Linked DNA regions of Rattus norvegicus: regions 1 and 3 are each linked to region 2. The links are chromatin contacts, called in public Hi-C maps. All regions are on one chromosome and are shown on one strand. The core of a region is the stretch at or near the end of the contact, and the rest is flanking DNA. Distances in the headings are between cores, read along the strand shown. Region 1 has its middle 310 kb from the start of Pvt1. Region 2 has its middle 460 kb from the start of Pvt1. Region 3 has its middle 300 kb from the start of Rgs22l.

Region 1 (2,983 bases), core at 204-2,703, 160 kb after region 2:
AGGCCCTGGCTTAAAAGTCCTGGCAACACTGGTGGTTGATATTCATTGCTCTTTAGTATATCTATGTGGCCGTGTGGGCATGGATATCTGAATGTGTATATGTGGGTAAACAAGTGTGTATATTGTGCACCTGTGGGTGTGCAAGTGTGTGTCTGGGTAGGCACGTGTGTACATGAGTGTGCTGAATTTGTTTGGCTAAAGAAGTTATTTCTTATCTGTGTGCCACACAACATATCAAGGTTAGGGGACAATTAGGACAAGTCCCTACATTCCAAGGACCTATAACCTACCTCCAGTAGGAAGTAGAAATGAGAGCCTTTGAGTAGTTGCTACAATATGGATTAGAAACTAGTGAAATGATATTCATAATCAGTGCCTGTTCCATAGTAAGAGCTCAGTAAACAAGGGAGATGGAAAGGCAGACAGACAGGCAGACAGATACATATATACACAGAGACACACACAGACACACACAGAGAGACAGAGAGACAGACAGAGACAGACAGAGACAGACAGAAAGGCTGATTATATGATAGTATATTTGGGAAATTATTTAAAAACACATATAGGCATACAACCCTGAGAGGACATCTATTTCAGTCCCCTTACTTTATACTTGAAAAAGTCAACACTATGTCAGAACAAGAGCACAAGAATTCTCTGTCCATGCTCCTCAGGAAGAGATTGACACCAGTAGGACCCCTGGTTTCTGACACCCACTTAGCTCCTTGCTTTTTCTGGGATTTCTCTCCATGTCATAGGCAGCCTTCCAACTGCCCCTCCTCAAATGAAAGGAAATTATCTGTTCTGAACCAAGGAGATTCTTGTGAAAAAAATTCTTGTGAAAGCACCTCCCGTCTGCTTTCCCTCTATCTGCTCATTGATGGAGGTCAAGTAAAGGTCAAGGAATGTTCCGATGACTGGACTTCTGGGTCTCCACACCCAAGAATGCAGCCAAGCTTCAAATAAAGCAGACTGTGCGGACAAGAATTCAGACGGGCTCCCCCAAGTTCCAGGCTTCCTTTTCCTGGTAGAAGCCACCAGCTGTCTTGTTGCTAGGAGACCAGTGTAGGTAGAAAGTACAATAACTATAGTTTTCTAACTTATCTGAGAATGCAGTTTGTCTTTGCTCCCTCGGGGATTCAGCTTCCTTAAGAGCCAGCTATCACAGCCAGACAGAGGGAGACCATTTTTTTTAAATGAAATGGATAGAGCTTTTCCTGGGCATGGAGTGTTATCCAGCAGAGACCTGGGAGCTGCCAATTACTGATGCAATGTTTGGGAAAGAGTTGCTGAGTACACATGACTCAACAAAATATAACAATTTGCGTCCCTATCTCTTGGGAAGTTGTACTTATCAGAACCAATAAGAGCTGTGTGGTCAGTAAGTACACTGAGCTGTATTTATCATGAGGGAATTGAGAAGGAATTAAAGCCCCAAGGATTGTGAGTGGAGGAGATGATTTGAGTCACTATCTGTCCGGGACTTTCCTTTTCAGTGGCATTCCAATTGTACAGACCTCACCCTGGCAAATCATAGCATTGCTCAATATTAAAAACATTTGCCTGGAATGCAGGACATGTGAACTCAGACACCCCCTACAGCTTCACAGTGTGATCCCAGCATGCTGCATTCACTGGAATGGGGACAGTGCCCAGAGGTGACACAAACCACACATAGAAAGGCAAGAGCACAAAGTGTGGCAACAAGACCTTTCCCAGACTTTGCATAGCACTTAACGCCACCCACTGATGACCCTGGCAGAGATGGAAAAGGAGAGTGAACCAGTGTATTCTTTTGCCCTTAGAAGAAAGTAAGAATGTAAATTGATTTCCTCTTTCTCTGGTGGTGTGCTAATTTGTCTGAAGCAGAAAAGTGAAGAAGAAGAAGAAGAAGAAGAAGAAGAAGAAGAAGAAGAAGAAGAAGAAGAAGAAGAAGAAGGAGGAGGAGGAGGAGGAGGAGGAGGAGGAGGAGGAGGAGGAGGAGGAGGAGGAGGAGGAGGAGGAGGAAAAGAAGAAGAAGGAGGAGGAGGAGGGGGAGGAGGAGGGGGAGGAGGAGGAGGAGGAAAAGAAGAAGAAGGAGGAGGAGGAGGAGAAGAAGAAGGAGGAGGAGGGGGAGGAGGAGGGGGAGGAGAGGGAGGAGGAGGGAAGAGAAAGAGGAGAAAGGAAGGGAGGAAAAGAGAAATGGAGGAAGGAGGGAGGGAAGGAATGGGTCATACAATTTACTCCCAGTGAACTTCAGGAGAGGAAATATAATGTCATCAAATTCCCCATCTTCTCTGTGTCTAGGGATCCTCCCAGTTCAGCTGAGACAGTCAAAGTAGCAACCTGTGTTAAACTTGTTAAACTGTAAGTGAGACTATAACTTCACAAACTCAAAGAGCTATTTAATCCATGCAGTGTCTTCCAGAGCTCAGGGTTTTGCCAGTGCAGGGCTAAAGGCAAATAGAACATTCTGACTAACTATAGCAGGTCACTGCCCACCCCCGCCCCCACCATTTTCAAAGTTTCTCTAAGAGAAACTCTCCTCAAACACTTCTGATTGCTCAGGCCAGCTGTCAAAGACGATGCCCTCTTTCACACAGGACAGCAATTAGCCAAAATCATCCCAAATTACTGCCACTGTGAATCTCTAATTGCCCATCTGGGTTTGTGGTTTTGTCTAAAAAAAAAAATCATACAGAAGGGGCAAGTAAAGGGATATGAACTGAGGATTTCTGAGTAAGTGTAAACACGCTTCTTCAGAAGCAGGGGGTCAAGCTCAGGGAGGGCAAAGATATAGACAGAATGTAAAGGTGAACTTTATATCCTGAAACTCTGGAGGAAGTAGAGAAGCATGGGCTCAGAAGACAGGATCATAACCACACTGACCTTGGCAGACCACTGCAGAGTTTTGGTTGTTGACTGACTATGTGACATAGGCATTATAAGAGAATCAAAATGTAGCACTTCTGAAGTTCACTCATACTCATTGTGCATGACC
Region 2 (2,942 bases), core at 85-2,584:
AAGTGAGGTCATGTCATTTGCATGAAAATTGAAGCAACTGGATTATCATCATGACCGAAGTAAACCACATAAAAATACCTATATTTTCCTGTCACATGCAGACTCTATATTATACATACATGTCTGTATATGAGACATCTATGTTATATATACAAAAGGAAGTAGGGAGACTATATGGGAAAGAGACAAGACACAGTAGTAGAGAATAAACATGAACAGAGCACACAATACATGTGAATGGAAATATAATGAATCCCTGTGTATTTGTACAACTAATACATTTTAATAAAAATGAAAGAAGCTACTGCCTTGTGACCCCTTAACCGTGATACCAAGTTCAGTCTCATGGGACTTCACATTGGTCAGTTAGTCATGTGACAGTGGGAAAATCACACAAGACTTGTTGGCAGTGAGAGTGATAAAACTTTTATCCAGGCACCCATCTGATGATGAAATCAAACCATGTGTAGCAGAGCCTGACTGCTGATTCTTGGTGAGAGAGGGGAGGACGCAAGGCTGTGGAGAGGAGCAGTATGTCACCAGCAGAAGCAAGGACACTACAGAGGGTATAAACAGCAGGTATCCCTAGTCATATCCTAATACCATATATCTATTGCAATATGCACCGAGTAGTTCTGGGAGGATGAAAATGAAGGAAGCAGTTAGCTGGGAGATGATGGAATGAGGAAGACTATAGATAGGATCTGAACAAGGCCAGATGGAGTTAAAGGACATCCCTTAAGCAGAGGAGAAGCATGAAGAAAGGAGACAGGGTTGACAGACCACACTGGTATCTCTGGAATCACATCAGCTGCCAGTCTAAAGCCAACGTGTTTCTCTGTTGCCTGTTGCTTACAATTCAACAGTAGCTTTTCTCAAATCATGATCTATTCGCAGCCAGAATCCCTAGAAGTCTGAGAAGTTTGCACAGGCTGAGTTTCTGCTCAGACCTACAAATCCAGAAAAGTTGGCTATAATCCCATTTGGAATTCTCCTGCTTCCAAATGTCTAAGATGACTCTTCCACATGAATATTAAAGCAGGGCATCTAAAACTAAAGGGTTCAAATGTGAGATCATGAAGAATCTTTGCCTGAACAACTTGGATTACAATCAGGGGCCTCGGTTTTCAAAGGCCATTCATAACTGTTATAATAAGCCAAAGAAGTCTGCAACTCTCTAAAAATACAATCAGGCAGGCCATGGAAGTTCAAACCTCAGAAGAGTGGCCAGAGGAAGAATTACAATGAATCACTGGTCTTTCTTTCAGAGGGTGACTTTATTTAGGCCACTAAGCATTGCCAAGTCCAAGGCCTAAAAGAACATCGCAACTCTCAACTCAAGTGTAGCTTACTCAGCTGGCTACAGAGCCAGGAAATTGGCCTGACTCTCTGTGACTCTAACAGTGGAGGCAGGGCTCCAGAGGAGGTGGAAGAAAGAAAGATTCAAGATAGGTCAATTGTGCTGGCCCAGGACTTGCTATAAGGCAACAGTAGTTATTTGACAAAGATGTGATTGACTGAGGCCCAGTCTTGAGGGACTATGCACTAACAAGGAAAGCAAGAACAGGGGCATTTTAAAGTAGAAAGCTGAAACAGAAATGAAGAGATAAATTCTATGTAGGAAGGAAGAAGGAGGTCTGTGGAGGAGGCTGTTGATCTATTGATCTAACGATCTATTTATTGGGCTCAGGGGATTGCAATGGTGAGAGTCAAGGAGTAAGAAGTACAGGCAGAGAAGCATTATTAACTCTCTGCATGGGATGCAGCTACACGGTTTTAGGAAACACTGACGATTCTCATGCAACAAGTGTTTGGACAGTATCCCACAAGAATAGCCAGGAGCTAGGAGAAAGAAGTTAGAAGTAATTCATGGACGCTCTGGATACCAGGTTGAGAAAAGGAGTCACTATTCTGACAACAGAAAAAACTTTATTCCAATAATCTTAGTGAAACGAAGAAGAATGATTTGTAAGGAAAGGGCCCATTCATCAGTCTGTTCCATAGTTACCAACCAATATATGGAACTGGATTGATCTATGGGATTGAATCCCAGAATTGGAAGATCTGTTGGAACAGTTCTGTTTTCCCTCTGACCTTAATACAGCACTGAAGAACTGCTAGTTGTGAAATAAACAACTTTAAATTGATTTGTATGTACAAAGATTAGTTTCCAGCTCCCTTAATTGTCTAGGCAGCAAAGATTAGGCAAGTTTTCCTAGGGCAGTATCACGTGCAAAAAAAGATCAGATAAAGAGCTAAAGAGCTAAGAGAAGAGGAGCCATCTATGGTTTTCACCATCTGAGTTTAATCAGTTTCCATCTGTGCTTCAAGGGTAGTTGATAGATTGATGGTATCTTTTCCAGTTCCTATTCTGCTTCGGGCAATATGATATTGCAACTCTGCCCATCAGAAGAAGAAGCCCACATTCCCAACCTTGCATCTGCTCTGTCCTTAGATCTGACTTTGCGAAAGAAAACATGGAGGAAGTGGAGACCTTGAGCAACCCTTCAGTTGCTTTGAAACTCGAGGACAAGCTTAGACTAGAGTGGTGAAGAACAGGGTAAGTCCTTTCTGAAGCTATATAATGCCCGCCATCCCTTAGTTCCACCAGCTGGCAAGTGACAAAAAGAACAGACAAGACCAGCCAAACCCAACCCAGGATTAGCAGAACTGTCCAGCTTCACTGTAGACTCAAGAAAAATAATAATTACTTTTTAAGCATCAGTGTTGTTGTGGTTTGTTATGAAGTAATAGTTAACTGATAAGGTATGGCTAGCATTTCCCCAGGGAACTTCTAGCTTCCAGCTTCACATGGCAGAGGAATCTAGACCCTATATTTCAAGATGTTGTAGGCCAGATTGTAAAGTGGAAAATGCATCCCAATCTTGTGGTCATTTGACACTAGCTCTTTAATGAGACATTGGAGACCAAAACACATCCTT
Region 3 (2,804 bases), core at 5-2,504, 200 kb before region 2:
CTGAGCTTTCTACCTCTCTAGCAGACTCAGAAGAAAAACTTTCAGCAACACTTGGAAAGGCATGATTTGTCTTTTCCTAGTCTTATGAAGGCCAATGAGGTGACATGCCATTTGATAGAGAATGACAGAGAATAAGTGTAACCCTCATGTATTTAAAATGTGGTGTTATTAACAGAAAAAATATCTAACTTATCTTAGGAAGTGGAGTACCCTGAAGTCAGTAACACTCTTCGTTTTAAGGAAAGATTCATTCCCCTATGTTTCTGGGCAAAGAGCCTGTATGAATAAGATCATAAATGCCATGGCTACTCTGAGGTCATTGTGAGAAAATAATAGTCCTTGATGATAAAAGAACTGGTTAGTCATTAATTCCAGCCCATTTGCCAACAAAGAAGAAGGGAAAAAAAACATTTGAAAATCAGCAACCACTGTATTCCACTAGGACTGGATTCTTACTGAGATTTGGATCTTCAAAGCCTCTATGCAGCTGTATATCCCCCCCTCCCTTTAATTTCGAAGGAACTTGAAAGAAGTCCTTCTTTCTTAGAATTATTCTTTGTATTCACAGAATAGATCTACCCTTTCACACCACCCTAAGAGAGCCGGCTAGCCAAGCTACTGAAACATGGATGAGAATTATTAATGCAATGCAATGAAAGATAAATGGTCAGGACCGGTGCTGCCACAGCAACGCCTTCCTAAGCCAAACCACAGGTGATGCGTTTGGGTCTCAAGATTGCTGAGAATGTTGGATGGAATTCAGTGCAAGGTTATTTTATTACTACATAAGCAGACCACAGACCATAGTTGTGAAGGACACATAAGACAGGAATCCAGATGAAGACACACTTTCTACCCTTTCCCAGTTAACCACGGAAGTGGCCTCAAGTTGTGAGATGACATGCAGGCAAGAATGAGTATGTTCCAGGAGAAAGGATGAGGAAATGTTCTGTATAATCTTAAGTTTGTGATGAAGGATGGCATAAGTCTACCTTGGCAAATACAGCAAGCCTCCATGGTGTTGCTTCATAGGATCTTAAGTTCTAATGGAATTTCTGTAGGCCTATGTACTCATGATGTTCTTTGCCTAGAATATGTAAGCCCTCTTAGCCTTTGTTTTCTCATTTGTTTTGCACACAAAGTAACGTCTGTCTTGTTGGCTTTGTATCATCCCCTGTGACTCACATGTTTGAAAACTTGGTTCCAGCTGGTGACATGGTTTGGGAAGATTATAGAGCCTCAAGGGAGTGAGGCATTACTGGAGGAGGAAGTGGGTCTTTTGGCTTTCTAGCCTAGATTTCTTCCTGACTATCTGTCCATGCAGTGTGAACCACCACACACACACACACACACACACACACACACACACACACACCCATTGGCTCTTTTTCCAATGCTTTCCTGAGTAAAAAGGAACATATCACCTGGCAAAGGAACTCTTTATTTCTTAAGTTTTCATAGTTGTTTCTTAAACTTTAACACAGCAATAGGGAAAGTAAACTAACATGGCATGATAAATAAATGTCATCATGAGACACAATCTGACACACAGTAGGTGCCAAAACGTGCTTTTACCCAGTCTCCCTTCATTCTTGCCATCAATATCTGTTCATTCACATAGATAAAGAGATCAGGAGTCTAGGATCATAAGGGTATCATTTCACCAAGTTGACAAAGAGAAGACTTTCTGACTACTCAAGGTACTTCCACTTCGACAGGGAAGAGGTCCCATTTAATTTCAGACATCCTCTCAAAGTTCTCACTTTTGCATAGCGCATCCCCTCCAAAAAACAGCATTCATTTGACTTTGGGATGGAAGCAAAACAGCCATTATTGTATCACATCAAAAGGCCTGAAATGGAGACAATCAAAGTCAGGAAGAGCTGTGTCTGTGTCTTAGATGATCTGGAAAGGCTCACCACAGCTCTTTATATATTGCATGCAGTGTCTCAGCCCTCATTTCATATGTTAGGCTGTCTTCTCAATGACATGGTAACATATGCTTTGATCATTGTACTTTAAAATAATTTATTAACTTTTTCACCAAATCAGAGAAGATGTGAGGACTTGATATGAATCACTGATGTCATATTCTATATTTTATACATGAAAATACTTGTCTTCAAGAGAGGCTACAGATCTTAGATATTAACTGGCAAGACAGGAAATCATACACAATCTTTGTGAACCCAACCAAACAGTTATAGCAGTAGCTACCCATAGCTTTTGGAGGTTTCCCTAGCTTAACAACTTTTCCTGGAATAACAAACTGTTTTTCTATGTCAATGCTTTGAAACAGTAATTAGATCTGAGCATTTGCAAATCTCCAGAAACAAAGCAATTTGGTCTGAAAGTATTCTGTTATCACTTTGATATAATTCATAGCTCACTTCCTTTTTATCATGATAAATAAATGTTGATGTTCTTAAATCATTAAAAAAGAAAAGGAAAAAACACAGGCTGATAACTTGTACCTTCCCTATTCCATTCAGGGATATTTGATCCACTGCACAATTGGATCTGAAATAGGAACCAAATATGCCTGATTTCCTATCTGAGATGCATACCATTTAGCATATGTGCTATTGAAGTGAACACTCAAGCATTCTTTACTTAATCAATTGCCAAACTACTTTTTAAAAACTCATGGTGCAAATAGGAGTCACTGATTATGTACCATATACTTTGCTTTATAAAATATGCATGACTAAAATGAACACATTACTAACTGTCCTAAATATAATACTTTTATAATAATAATGGAATGGTACTTATACTAGGCTTAATATTAAAATAGTAGTATA

Evidence for each region. A called contact is a pair of places that touch in the nucleus more often than the background predicts.
Region 1: a contact with region 2 is called in a Hi-C map of the A7r5 cell line, with 2.3 times the contacts expected there. The contact joins two enhancer-like sites. A contact is called at or near these places in 2 of 12 Hi-C or Micro-C datasets (the A7r5 cell line and mammary epithelial cells).
Region 3: a Hi-C map of the Rat2 cell line shows a contact between it and region 2, with 2.3 times the contacts expected there. The contact joins two enhancer-like sites.

The regions. Positions count from the first base shown.
Region 1 is chr7:95,850,326-95,853,308 of GRCr8, reverse strand. No RefSeq gene overlaps it. Among named protein-coding and RNA genes, the nearest start is that of Pvt1, 310 kb to the right of the region's middle. Within about 2 kb of position 1,453, at least 26 of the 93 cell types and tissues checked have an H3K27ac peak or open chromatin away from gene starts, as enhancers often do. A contact at or near this core is called in the A7r5 cell line, where this site is marked.
Region 2 is chr7:96,005,648-96,008,589 of GRCr8, reverse strand. No RefSeq gene overlaps it. Among named protein-coding and RNA genes, the nearest start is that of Pvt1, 460 kb to the right of the region's middle. Within about 2 kb of position 1,334, at least 13 of the 93 cell types and tissues checked have an H3K27ac peak or open chromatin away from gene starts, as enhancers often do. A contact at or near this core is called in the A7r5 cell line, where this site is marked.
Region 3 is chr7:96,207,246-96,210,049 of GRCr8, reverse strand. No RefSeq gene overlaps it. Among named protein-coding and RNA genes, the nearest start is that of Rgs22l, 300 kb to the left of the region's middle. Within about 2 kb of position 1,254, at least 11 of the 93 cell types and tissues checked have an H3K27ac peak or open chromatin away from gene starts, as enhancers often do.